Regions from separate parts of the Bos taurus genome. Here region 2 is linked to region 1. A link is a contact called in public Hi-C data. All regions are on one chromosome and are shown on one strand. The core of a region is the stretch at or near the end of the contact, and the rest is flanking DNA. Distances in the headings are between cores, read along the strand shown.

Evidence for each region. Hi-C and Micro-C count contacts between places; a contact is called where the count stands out from the background.
Region 2: a contact with region 1 is called in a Hi-C map of skeletal muscle, with 2.9 times the contacts expected there. The contact joins the promoter of HDHD3 here to the promoter of SLC31A1 in region 1. A contact is called at or near these places in 2 of 11 Hi-C or Micro-C datasets (liver and skeletal muscle).

Annotation. Positions count from the first base shown.
Region 1 is chr8:102,467,196-102,473,014 of ARS-UCD2.0, forward strand. SLC31A1 (solute carrier family 31 member 1) reads left to right here and starts at 3,204. Exons shown (of 5, transcript NM_001100381.1): 1 at 3,204-3,281. FKBP15 (FKBP prolyl isomerase family member 15) reads right to left here and starts at 2,868. Exons shown (of 27, transcript XM_010808285.4): 1 at 2,793-2,868. The coding sequence starts at 2,845.
Region 2 is chr8:102,631,514-102,637,332 of ARS-UCD2.0, forward strand. HDHD3 (haloacid dehalogenase like hydrolase domain containing 3) reads right to left here and starts at 2,800. Exons shown (of 3, transcript NM_001014896.2): 1 at 2,649-2,800; 2 at 764-1,138; 3 at 1-762. The coding sequence starts at 973. The coding sequence ends at 217. It overlaps LOC112447844 (a long non-coding RNA gene), which reads left to right and starts at 3,783. Exons shown (of 2, transcript XR_009495688.1): 1 at 3,783-5,819.

The DNA.
Region 1 (5,819 bases), core at 1,954-4,453:
CATGTCCAACTCTTTTCAACCTCATGGACTGCTGCCCGCCAGGCTTCTCTGCCCACGGGATTCTCCAAGCAAGAATACTGGAGTGGATTGCCATTCCCTTCTCCAGAGGGTCTTCCCGACCCAGGGACCAAACTCTGATCTCCTTCATTACAGGTAGATTTTTTACCGTTTGAGCTACAGGAAAGTCAAGATACTGTCAACTACAAACTGGCTCTTGCCAAGAGTATTGCCAGAGTCAACAACAAGGGCATTTGCCAGCTGCCTCTGTGGAGATTGAACCCTGTGCTGCTGCAGCTGTTGACCTTCACAGGCCCTGAGGGAGTTCAGGAGTGAGGCTCTCTGTGCTCCAGGATATCTGGTGGGACAGGTCTTTAGATAGTTGGGTATTCTCAGGAACTGATTTCATGATCCCAATCCTATCATCTCTTCATATCTAGAAAAGCACTAAATCCCTTCATGATGATATCAGATCCTTTCAACTATCAGAAAACCTCTTGTAAAGTAAGCTTTATTGCACTGAACTCCCCCTTCACCAAAATCTTATATGTTGACCTTCCCTGAGTGCCTCTTTTGAGCAGTCTCTCAGAGCTATCTGAGGTGCTGCCTCTCAGGCTGCAGTCCTCATTTTGCCCCAAATAAAACTTAACTCGCAACTCTCACGTTGTGCATCTTTTTTAGTGGAGAATACTTACAAATATAAGTAATATACAAGAGGAACTGAAAAGCAGCCGCAGTGCTCACTGTCATATGTTCTACTTCCTTACAGGGAATCAGAATAGGAATAGCTGAATCAGGAAATGCTGGTGAAACTTTCTGTATTCTCAAACTTAAACTTAAAAGTTCTCTGTATACCTTTATTTACTAAGACTTTTTTCATTCAATTAGCTGTTGTCTGTGTTTAGGGGCGGAGTCTCATGCCTACGACTAGCTTCTCAAGTCCTTGAAAAGCCCGCACAGGAAAGCAGCATAGCTGAGCCACCAAGAACTTATCTCAGGCCAGGAACCTGGGGAAGAGCACATGACGGTTATTATCTATTCAGGAGTTTTCAGCCAGCAGTGTTTGTTGCATCAAAGTTGGAAGCCCTAAACTCTACTTAATATTCTAATTTAATAACCTATATGGGAAAAGAATCTGAACAACATTGCCAATCAACTATACTCCAATATAAAATAAAAACTAAATTAAAAAAAAGTTGGGAACACTAACATTCATTTAAACTTCCCTCCAACACTTTGACCTAGTGAAGAATGTGAATCTAAAGCATACTTCGTCAACTTTCAAAAGGTACAGCCATTTGAAAAACAGGTTTAAGAAAAAAACATTCATCCAAATGGCTGACTACACAGTCAACAGCAACAGGCTGGATGTGTGGAAATATTAGTGAATGCTTTGGGTGGAGTAGGAAAAAAAAGGAACCAAAGATTGCTTAACTCTGAAATAACTGAGCAACCAAAAGAACTCAAGATGAAACTAAGTGGATGCAGGCCATCCAAAGTGAGGGCAGGGGTGGAACAGGGCAGTGAGGATGAAAAGAGAACTTAGGATGGCTAATATAGAACTAGTCACTGTGCGAGTCAAAAGATCCTATTTAAGAGCAAAACAGAGCCAGTGCCATTTTATGTCAATTGAACTCTCCACCAGGGCTAGAAGCAATCTGAGAGCTCACAGAGAAGCTTAATCATCTCTGTAACCTCTAAGCATTTAGTAGAATAAGGATTGTAGGATTGTATACTGGTGTTTTCCTCATTCTTGGGTACCTTCTTAAATTGGTTAAACAGATGGTCAAAGAAAGTGAAAGTGAAAGTCTCTCAGTCCCGGGGGAGACTCTATACAGTCCATGGAATTCTCCAGGCCAGAACTGGTTAAACAGATGTTCAAAGAAAGGCTCTGCAAACATCAGAATTTGGCACTTCACAAGTCTGAAGGCAGTCAAGCTGTCTATCGACACATCACAAGGGAAAAGGTTAAAATGATTACTGGAAGAGACAAGGCCCTGCCTCTTGAAGACCTGTACCCCAGACTGGTGTGTGTGTGTGTATTATACATATATATATATATATATATATATATATTGACTGGGGGCAGGGGACAGCAGTTGCAGTTTCTTACATGGGCTCTAAGCTTTAGAGAGCAATTTCACAGTTATCATTCACTCGGTAGGCACCTCCTAGAGCAATCACTCTGTGCCAGGTACTGTGCTGAGCGCTCGACAGCAGGAACAGACTGAACAGTCCATGTCCTATTAGGGCTTTATAATCTAGTAGGTTCGGTATGCAAAGATAAAGGTAAACACACCTAGTTGTGGGGATAAGAAAGAGAATGCAATTTATTCTGCCTGGGGCCGTGGGAGAAGGGAAAGCACCGAAAAGGTGACATCCGAGCTAGGCCTTGAAGGATGCTGAAGCTGACCCACCAGGGCCAATTCTGAAGGGTCAACGTCTTGTCCACGGGGCAGAGAAAGCCTCATATCGGCACCGGTGGACTCAAAAATTCTTAGGTATTTTTATCAACAATTATACCCATTTCACAGAAGGACAAACTGACCCGGAAAGCAAAAGTTCCAACCCTATGGTCATACTGTGCTTCAGGAGAGATGCCAGGTCCAGAATCCGGGTGGACAAACTCAGCACAGTTTCAGTTCTGCCCAGATTCTGGAACCTGTACAGCACCGGAATGTGGCAAGGGTCTCGGGACCCGGAAGTTGGGAAGAGGTCTGAAAAGAGAGCGACCCCCTCCAACCGATCCGCCAGGCTCTCAGCCACGCTCCCTTGCCCTACGCTTCTGCACTCACCCGCCGCTAGGCGAGAGGAAGTCGGTATCGTCTTCGTCGCCCGCACCGAACATCGCGCCGCCTTTAGCCCAGCTTCGGGGAGGAAGTCGGAGCGTTTCCAGAGACTTTCAACGCTGACGTCGTAAAATGCCGCGGCAGCGTGCTGCTTTCCGGCAAGACGAACTCTCGCATGGTTATTGGGCCGGGAGGAGACTAGGCTCTGGAGAAGGTGGAGCAAAGGCAAATAAGAGGACCTGGCGGGCGAGGCCTCATGAGTGACGTAAGCTTCTCCAGCCCTCAGAGGCGGTGAGAACGGCAGGCGCTCCGAAACTCTGGGCGGCGATTGGCCAGCGAGTCAGGGGGCGGGGTAAGGGCGGGAATTGGCGCTTCGGTGGCGGTCTCGGACACGTCGCGAGGGTCAGAAGTGGAGGGGCTTCTGAAGAGTCCTGGAGGTGTGACGGATTAAGGATCTGAGAGAGAGGCACTGGTGGCGGGACTCGATCTGGAAAGGTAAGGCCTCTTCTGCCCCTCTCGCAACCCGGGCACGAACACAGTCCTTTCTTCTCCGGGACAGGGACCTCCACGCCACTCTTCTCTGCTCCGCGAAAGGAGAAAGGGCCCAGGACCGGAGGTCTGGAGACCTGAGCTTTCGGCCCAGCCCCCATTGGGACATAACTGGAGTGACCTTGGGTCAGGGTGCCTCCGTTTCCCTGTGTATAAAACCAGTCTGATCCCCCGGCCGCTTGTTCCCTGTGGCCGCCCTCGCTATTTGTTCAACGAGCTGTTTGTCCAGTGCTTCAGTGTGCTGGCTGGTCAAGAAGCTTTAAGACCTCAGAGGTCATCCAATTCAATCCCAGTCTTCTCGTAATCCCAGACTTCACAAATATGGAAAGACAGGAACTCAGCACTTGGATGACTAGTCCGAGGTCACACAGCGTAAAGGGCTGACTGAGGGTGGATCCCTGGTTTCTTGATTAGGGACTGAGCGAACTGCCTGGTCAACAAGAATGGTATCAACCCTTAAGTACTGTGTACTCTCACAGAGTGGGGATACCTCTGGAGAGAAGTTCCTTCCCTAGTGTCCACCTTCGCAGGTGAGGAGCAGGAGAGCTGGGATGTTCTGGGGGCGGGTGATGGAGAGGGGGAAACTTCAGAAGCTGAAAATCCCTGGCCCCAACCTTGGCCTGGGTTTTGCTTAATCTTCTTGCCACAAACCTAAGTAAACATCATTTGTTGTCGACTTCTCTGCAGTTTGTATCCTCTCTGATATAAGCATTTCTTTGGTTAACCTGGTGTCATTTTTGGAACAATTTCTGGGTAGGCCTAACTTAACCGAAGGAGGTGTGGATAAGCAGATTATGTCCCACCTTAGCTTCTTTACACAGATCTCAATCATATTAGGACACCATGTGTCCCTTACCTGAAAGTTTTAATCTGTTAGCATGAATGTGGAGTGAAATGGTTGGTAACTCCTTCCCAGAGTTTTAATGCCTCTTAGCACTTAGCTTGTTCTGCTTTTTATTATAGTTTGTGTGCCTCTATTAAATAGTAAACTCCTCAAGGACGGTGACGGTTTTATTCATCTTGGTGTCTCCTGTGTCGCCGAGCACTGTGCCCTCTTGCCTGTAATGGATTCTCATTTACTCTTTGTTAGACTGAGTAGTGTAATTCAGCCTTGTTTCCTTATTCCTTAATTTACTCTCTTAGCATATTTTTTTCCCATGTGACCCAGAGAGCCTAGCAATGGCTCTTGCCTTGTCTAAGAAGCTTCCAGAAAGATAAAAGTGCTGTACTAGCTGTGAACTGTCTGGGTAGCTTAGTCTCTTGTCAGTTGAAGATGACTTTAATGTTGTTTAAAGCTCTAGGGAAGGGGGAAAAAGAGGAATGGGATAGCTAGAAATATTATACGTAGGTCTAATTTTTGTTCGTAAAGATTCCTCTGTTAAATGGAGGGACAGGACTGTTGTCTGCTTCCTGTGTTTATTTTACAGATTAAGATGGTTAAAGCCGTGAAGGCTGACAGTGTTAAAGCAATGATGCAACTGGAGTCTAAGCACTGGAACTGGAATGCTTTGTGGTAGCTGTGTTTTGAATGTGAGCTTGGCTGCTCTGGGTACAGGGGAAGAATAATCGACACAAGTAACAGCTCTTTCTTCCCCCTCTCCCTAGGACTGGTTATTGTCATTCCATCACTGCAGCATCTGAATAGTGCTTACACTATTACAAATGCTTACACTTACACTTACAAATGCTAAAGGGGACCAGTGAGCACTTATCTTGTGTTCTTGAGTTGGGAGTGTTTTTTCAGCAAAGCATTTTTTTTTTAAACCTTTTAATTTTGTATTGGGATATAGCTGATTAACAATGTTGTGATAGTTTTGGGTGAACATCGAATATCCAGGGTGTTTAAGTTGCCTTTCTAGATAGGCAGGAATCCTAAAATCTGGATCATGGATCAGCCTTTTTAGTGAGACACCACAAATATGCATGCCTAGTTTGCCCTTGTAGGACACAGCTGCTGGTTCTGATTGGCAATGGGAGAAAGGAGAAGACAGTGGTGAGCCTTCCTCAGTCTTCCAGGCTTTTTTTTTTTTTTAAGATTTATTTACTTTTTTAAAATTTTTGGTTGTCCTGAGTCGTCATTGCTGCACACAGGCTTTCTCTAGTTGCGGAGAGCAGGGGCTTCTCTTATCTCGAAGCATGGGCTCTAGGTGTGTGGGCTTCAGTAGCTGGGGCTCACGGGCTCTACAGTGAGGGCTCAGTAGGCACATGGGCTTAGTTGCTCCGTGGCATGTGGGATCCTCCCAGACCAGGGATCGAACCCATGTCCCCTGCATCGGCAGGCAGATTCTTAACCACTAGACCACCGAGGAAGCCCAGTCTTCCAGGCTTTGGACTGCAGGATTGAGTGCACCTAAAGAAACCACTGTCTTCCTGAAGTAGAATAGTGGACTAGGAATCAGGAAACTTGAATTCCCGTCCCGGCCCTTCTAACTCTCTCTGAGCTTGGGCCAGGCTCCCTAAAATCTACCAGACATCTATTAAATA
Region 2 (5,819 bases), core at 1,550-4,049, 160 kb after region 1:
GGGGACTCGCGGTGGAAAAGGGACACGGGTGTGATGAATGAATCCTCTCAGAGACCAGGAGCTGGTTGGTGGGGCAGGGCTGAAAGGCGCACTCAAGGCTTTATAGTCAGAACGTGTTATTGAGGCTGCAGGGGGAGGGGCAAAGGCCAGATCTTGGGAAGAAAAGGGCTCCCTGTCTCCAGTGTTTGTTGGCCCCAGCCACTTCCCTCACCAGACTCAAAGCCTTGCCGAGGAGCCCTCCAGGTAATCAAGGGCAGGCAGGAGATGGGACAGTGAGGGGAGAAAGTGTTCCTGGGGTACAGGATCCTTGACCGCAGGGTCCAAAGGCTCGGGGCCAGCCACCAGGAAGCTGTGCATGCCTACAGCCCGTGCTCCCTTGTAATCACGTTGGTAACTGTCCCCAATATGGGCTCCCACCGCTGGTTCCACCTGAGCAAGGTGCAAGGCCTCATGGAAAATACGGGGGTCGGGCTTGGGCCAGCCGGCAGCCTCAGAGGTCAGCACAAAGTCGAAGTGTTCCCGCAGGCCAACACCTTCCAGGATGTCCTCTAGGCGTCGGTCAAAGTTGGAGACCACTGCCAGCTTCAGGCCTCGTTTTCGGCACCCCCTAAGGGTGGCCTCAGCCCCCTCCAACACCTGCCAGGTGCTAGGACTGCTGAAGTCCTTGTACAGCTGCTCAGCGATGGGGGCCACAGCCTGGGCATCCCGAACACCAGCCTGATGGAAGGTCTGCTGGACCAAATCCAGCCACCACTGGTGGGAAGGTGAGGCCGTGGCCCAGGCCATAGTTGGGGAAGCTCTGGCTCTGAGCCTTGTACGCCTGCTTGAAGGCCTGTCCCAGGGCTGTGGCTTCCACCTCCAGCCCGTGGGCCCGGGCCTTAGTGGCATATTCCACTCCCACAGGGTGGCGGAGCCTGAGCAGCGTGTCCTTCACGTCCCACGTCAGCAGTCGTAACTGTAGCCGGTGTGCCATGGGTCTGCAGGAGGGGGGCCAGTCCACCCTAGGTCAGCCCCTTCCTCAGGTCCCAGGAGGTTGAGCTAGACGAGACCACCCTCACCCAACCTGATGGTCTTCTCTTTCCAGGCTTTGTGGGTTAGATCTGCTGGCACTTAGGTAATGGCTTCACAGCAGAAAATCCTGGAATGAAAGGGCAAGTGAGGTGGAAGTTCAGGCTTTGGAGTCAGAGACAGAATGGGTTCAAATTCTGATGCTGCCAACTCACTGTGAGACCCGGAGTGTCTCTGATGCTGTCTCCTTATGTGTAAGGAGAGCAGAGTGACTCAACCTCACATGACTGCTGCACCAAATAAGATTTCTCAGTTCCTTCCACCTATTATGTGCTATATGCTAGGAAAGGGACAGACTTGTAGCCCTCGTGACATTCACAGGCATTAAAGAACAGGGATACAGCTATCACACAAAGGAAGGCAGCAGGTACCATGAGGATATCAATCCAGAAACCTGATTTAGACTTTGTTTGCGGGGAAATTCCTAAGCAAGTGTAGTTTCACTGGCAATTTGAGAAGGCCGAATCAGCAAATGTGCTGTGTTGTGCATAGTTGTTCAGTTGTGTCCAACTCTTTGAGACCCCATGGACTGTAGCCTGCCAGGCTCCTCTGTCCATGGGGATTCTCCAGGCAAGAATAGAGGAGTGGGTTACTATGCCCTCCTCCAGGGGATCTTCCCAACCCAGGGATCAAACCCAGGTCTCCTGCATTGCAGGCAGATTCTTTACCATAGGAGCATCCAGGGAAGCCCAGGGCCTTGTAGGTCAAGATAAGGTAACAATTATTTTGACTGTTATTACTGTTGTTGGGAATGTGAAAAACAGTAGAGTCTTAGCAAACCATCTGATCAACCCCTTAATCAAGGGGAAAGACTGAGCCAGAGAGGGATAGATATTTGCCTAAGGTCACCGCCAGTCAGCAGCACTGCCAGGACTAGAACCCAAACCTCCAGATCCTCTGGTCAGTACTTCCTTCCACTGCTTAGACGTACTTGGAGTATTCAAGAATCTGATTTTGGTGAACCTCTACAGCTCAGGGCAAAGGCAGGATAGAGCAGCCTGGTCCTGCCCGTCTTAAAACCTCCCTGAGCCCCTGATATAATGCCTGCCTGGGTGGAGAGCCAGTGACAGGTTCCTGACTCAGTGCACAGAAAACAAATTTCTCAGCCTAAAATCTATAGGCTGGAGGCAGCTTCTTGCCCAGAGCCGATTCCAGACACCCAACCTGTTCAGTAGAAACCTAAGGGGCCAGAGTTCAAAGTGCAGCTAAGTCGTTGCTGAGGGACAGACCAGCCTGGTGAATCTGGGGACACAACCCTTAAAGGAAGTTTGGCAACGAAATTTCAGTCTGGAGCTTAGGGAGACCCGTCCAAAGATACTCCCACGTGGCAGGTGGGTAGATGAAGGCCCAGAGAGGGTCGAGAACTCATCCAGAGTCAGTCAAGGAACCACTGGCACAGCATTTTCCATTTCTGGAAGCCGGAGTTGGGGCTTCTGGCTGCCGGCCTAAATTGCTCACCTCCCTTCCCATTTCCAGGACTCGGTGGCGGCAAATTCCAGGTAGCCTGCCCTAGGGCGACCTATCTACGCCTGAGGTATGCAGCGGAACCTGTGGCGCCAGTCCCGGGGACCACGACCTACCTGCCTCACGGGGAAGTAGGTCAGGAAGGAAGCTGCAGCCGCACAGCCGCTAGGGAGAAGGGAGAAGCCGCAGACGCTCGGCGGTGCCCCTTTTCTGGCGAATCCTAGACCTCCTCCTGCTCCTCCGTCTCTCCTCTTTCCGCCCCCTCGGCCTCCTCGGCCTCCTCGGCCCCTCCGCCCCTCCGCCCCCTCCGCCCCCTCCGCCCCCTCCGCCCCCTCCGCCCCCTCCAACTCCTCGGCCCCTCCGCCTCCTCCGCCCCGCCTCCTCCGCTTCTCCTCCTCTCTTCCCCTCACCACGTCTCTCCGCCTCCTCCGCCGCCTGTCTCCGCCTCCGCCGCCTGTCTCCGCCTCCGCCGCCTGTCTCCGCCTCCGCCGCCTGTCTCCGCCTCCGCCGCCTGTCTCCGCCTCCGCCGCCTGTCTCCGCCCGGCCTCCTCCGCTTCTTCCGGCCCTCCGCCCCCGCCTCACCGCCCCGCCCTCCCGCCTCTCTCCGCCCCACATCCTCCGCCTCCGCCGCCTCTTCGCCCCGCCTCCTCCACTTCTCCCCGCCCTGCCTCCTCCTCTTCTTACGCCTCTCCGCCCCGCCCCTCCGCCTCTCCCCGCCCCTCCGCCTCTCCCCGCCACGCCCCTCCGCCTCTCCCCGCCCCTCCGCCTCTCCCCGCCCCTCCGCCTCTCCCCGCCCCCCCGCCTCTCCCCGCCACGTCCCTCCGCCTCTCCCCGCCCACACCGCTTCCCCTCTGCTGCTTCTCCGCTTGTTCCGGCGGCACCTTCACCTCACTGTATACGGCGCTCTAGTCACCAGCCCTCACCACCCTTCGCTGCCCTTCTCTTCCCTTCCATGACCTTCTCTGCCCCTTCGTAAGACCCCACACCCTCTCGGTTCCAGGTCCCGCACCGCACCAATCAGCTTGATCGCTTTAGGCCCTCCCTGCGTGCTCCTGGCCTCCCCATCCTAGCCCAGTCGGCCTCACGGTCCCTCTCATTTACACTCTGTGCTCTCCCCGCTCATTCCGCTCCCCACCCGCCCCTCCGAAGTTCCTTCTCCGCCTGCCTTGGTTTCGGAGCCCCCCTCCCCCCAGGTGCCCAGGCTGACTGGGAGGAGGGGATTTCTGTCCTGGTCTGGCTTGGTGAGTGCTGGGTAAACTTGGGCAAGGTGCTGCCCCTCTCTGGTCTTGAGTCCCCAATCGGTACTCGGAGAGAATTGGCGTTCTGTTGAAAACTTGACTTAACCCAAGACAATTTGCTGAGGGTAGAGTCCTCTGTAGAAACCTGATTTTTTTTTTTTTCTTTGATGAAAAAAGAAGTCAAAATCTTAGGTGTCTGTGCACTGCAGTGATGCCTGATAGAAATACAGAGACAGTTTTGGAGGAAAGAGAAAGCATAGCTTTATTTCTTTGCCAGGCAGAGGGCATGCAGCAGGCTAATGCCTCAGATAGTTTCCCCTTCCCTGGGGAAAAGGGAGAGGTCTTATAGTCTAGGCTTTGCTCACGGGTATGTGATACGGTTCAAGGCAGTGACAATCTTGCATTCTCTTTTCTGCAAAGTTTTAAAATGGCCATAACATTTGAGTCTGGTCGTCAAAGAGGTTATTGGCTGGTAACCTTTTTGAAATAAAGAATGCCAAGGGAGTTACAAGGGTGTGTAGGGGAAAAGAATGCCAGGTGCAGGATAGAATTCACAGATAGTCAGAGAGTGATTAAGGAATTAAATTTGTGAAGGAAGTCTAGTTGTGTGCACTAGAAACGGCTAGAGTAAAACTAGAATCGCTGGACTATTCCAGGCCTATTCTTGGGGGTTTTATAGCCGTTTACTCATTCCTTCACTTCCCTTGGTTGTTAGCAGTAAAAAAAACCCCACTTTTCCATTTCTGTTTAACAAATTCCCCAGTGCTAGTTCATTTCTTCCATTTTGGTGGATGAAGGGAATCAGGCATTGTTCTCATCTGGCTGAGGATAAAATTTCAGTGTCATTCCACTTGACGAACATCAGCTGTTTGGCCCAGGAGCCCATGTATCTCCTACTTCAAAAGTAGTCATGCTCATCTCAAAAATCTTTAAAATACAAAGCAACAGCCCAACCTCATTCATTCACTAACTGCTTATTGAGGGCACTAACTTTGCGCTGACGTTATCTGCTCTATGTCTGACACCCTGTTCTTCACTGAGGATATATACAATGAGAAACAAGACAGGGTTTCTGCCTTCAAGGAACAGGGGCAGGCAGAAAAAAATCAAGTAAATAACCAAGATCTCACAGGTGGTAAGAGGTACGGAGGCAGAAAACAGTGGTTCCATGAACAGTGACAGGAGACTTCTTTGGATGAACCAGTTAGGCAGGGAGCAAAGATCCGAAGGGCAACCAAGCGAAGATTAAGGATAAGTACAGCTGAGCAAGAGCAATGGCCTCTCCATTGCCCAACCACTTCCCAGGGATTGCTGCAGTTTGGGTTTTTATGCTAACAGACCATTTTCTAGCACACAAACATGCATGCGATTTTATTCCTTTCTTCCCTCTACTTCTTTTGTTTTTTGTTTTCAAACAAAACATCCCTCTGTATTCCAAGGCTGCTCTGTTGATTTTATTCAGAACTGCCTCACCCTCATTGGTCTCAGGCCTGGGAGGAAATACAAAGTTCAGAGTCACAGACCTTGGCCGGCAAGGGAGAGCTTGGCTCAGGTAAGTTTTTCAGCAGAGAAGGGAGCCTTGAGAGTCACAGGAAAGCCAATGATAAGTCCTGCCATTTTGAAATAAAATTTTTTTTTTAACTACCCAGTTCAAAAATAGGTCCATGTCATTGATACAGTTTCCTCCCTAAGGCAGATGACAGGAATTCCTAGATGGTTTCATTCTTTCATCTCCCCTGTGTGGATTCTGGCCTAGTGATTGCTCCTGGAGACACCTGGCATGTCACAATACTGGCTGTTTTTTTTTTTTAAGTTTTTTTTTTGGTCACACCATGCAGCAGCATATGGAATCTAGTTCCCCAACCAGGGATTGCATCCGGGACCCCTGTAGTGGAAGCCTGGAGTCTTATCGCTGGACTGCCAGGAGAGACCTTTATTTGGCTTTGCCAGGTCTTAGTTGTGGCACTCAAGATCTTTGCGGTGGCGTGGGTGATCTTTAGTTGTGGCATGCAGGATATAGCTCCCTGACCAGGGATCAAACTTGGACTC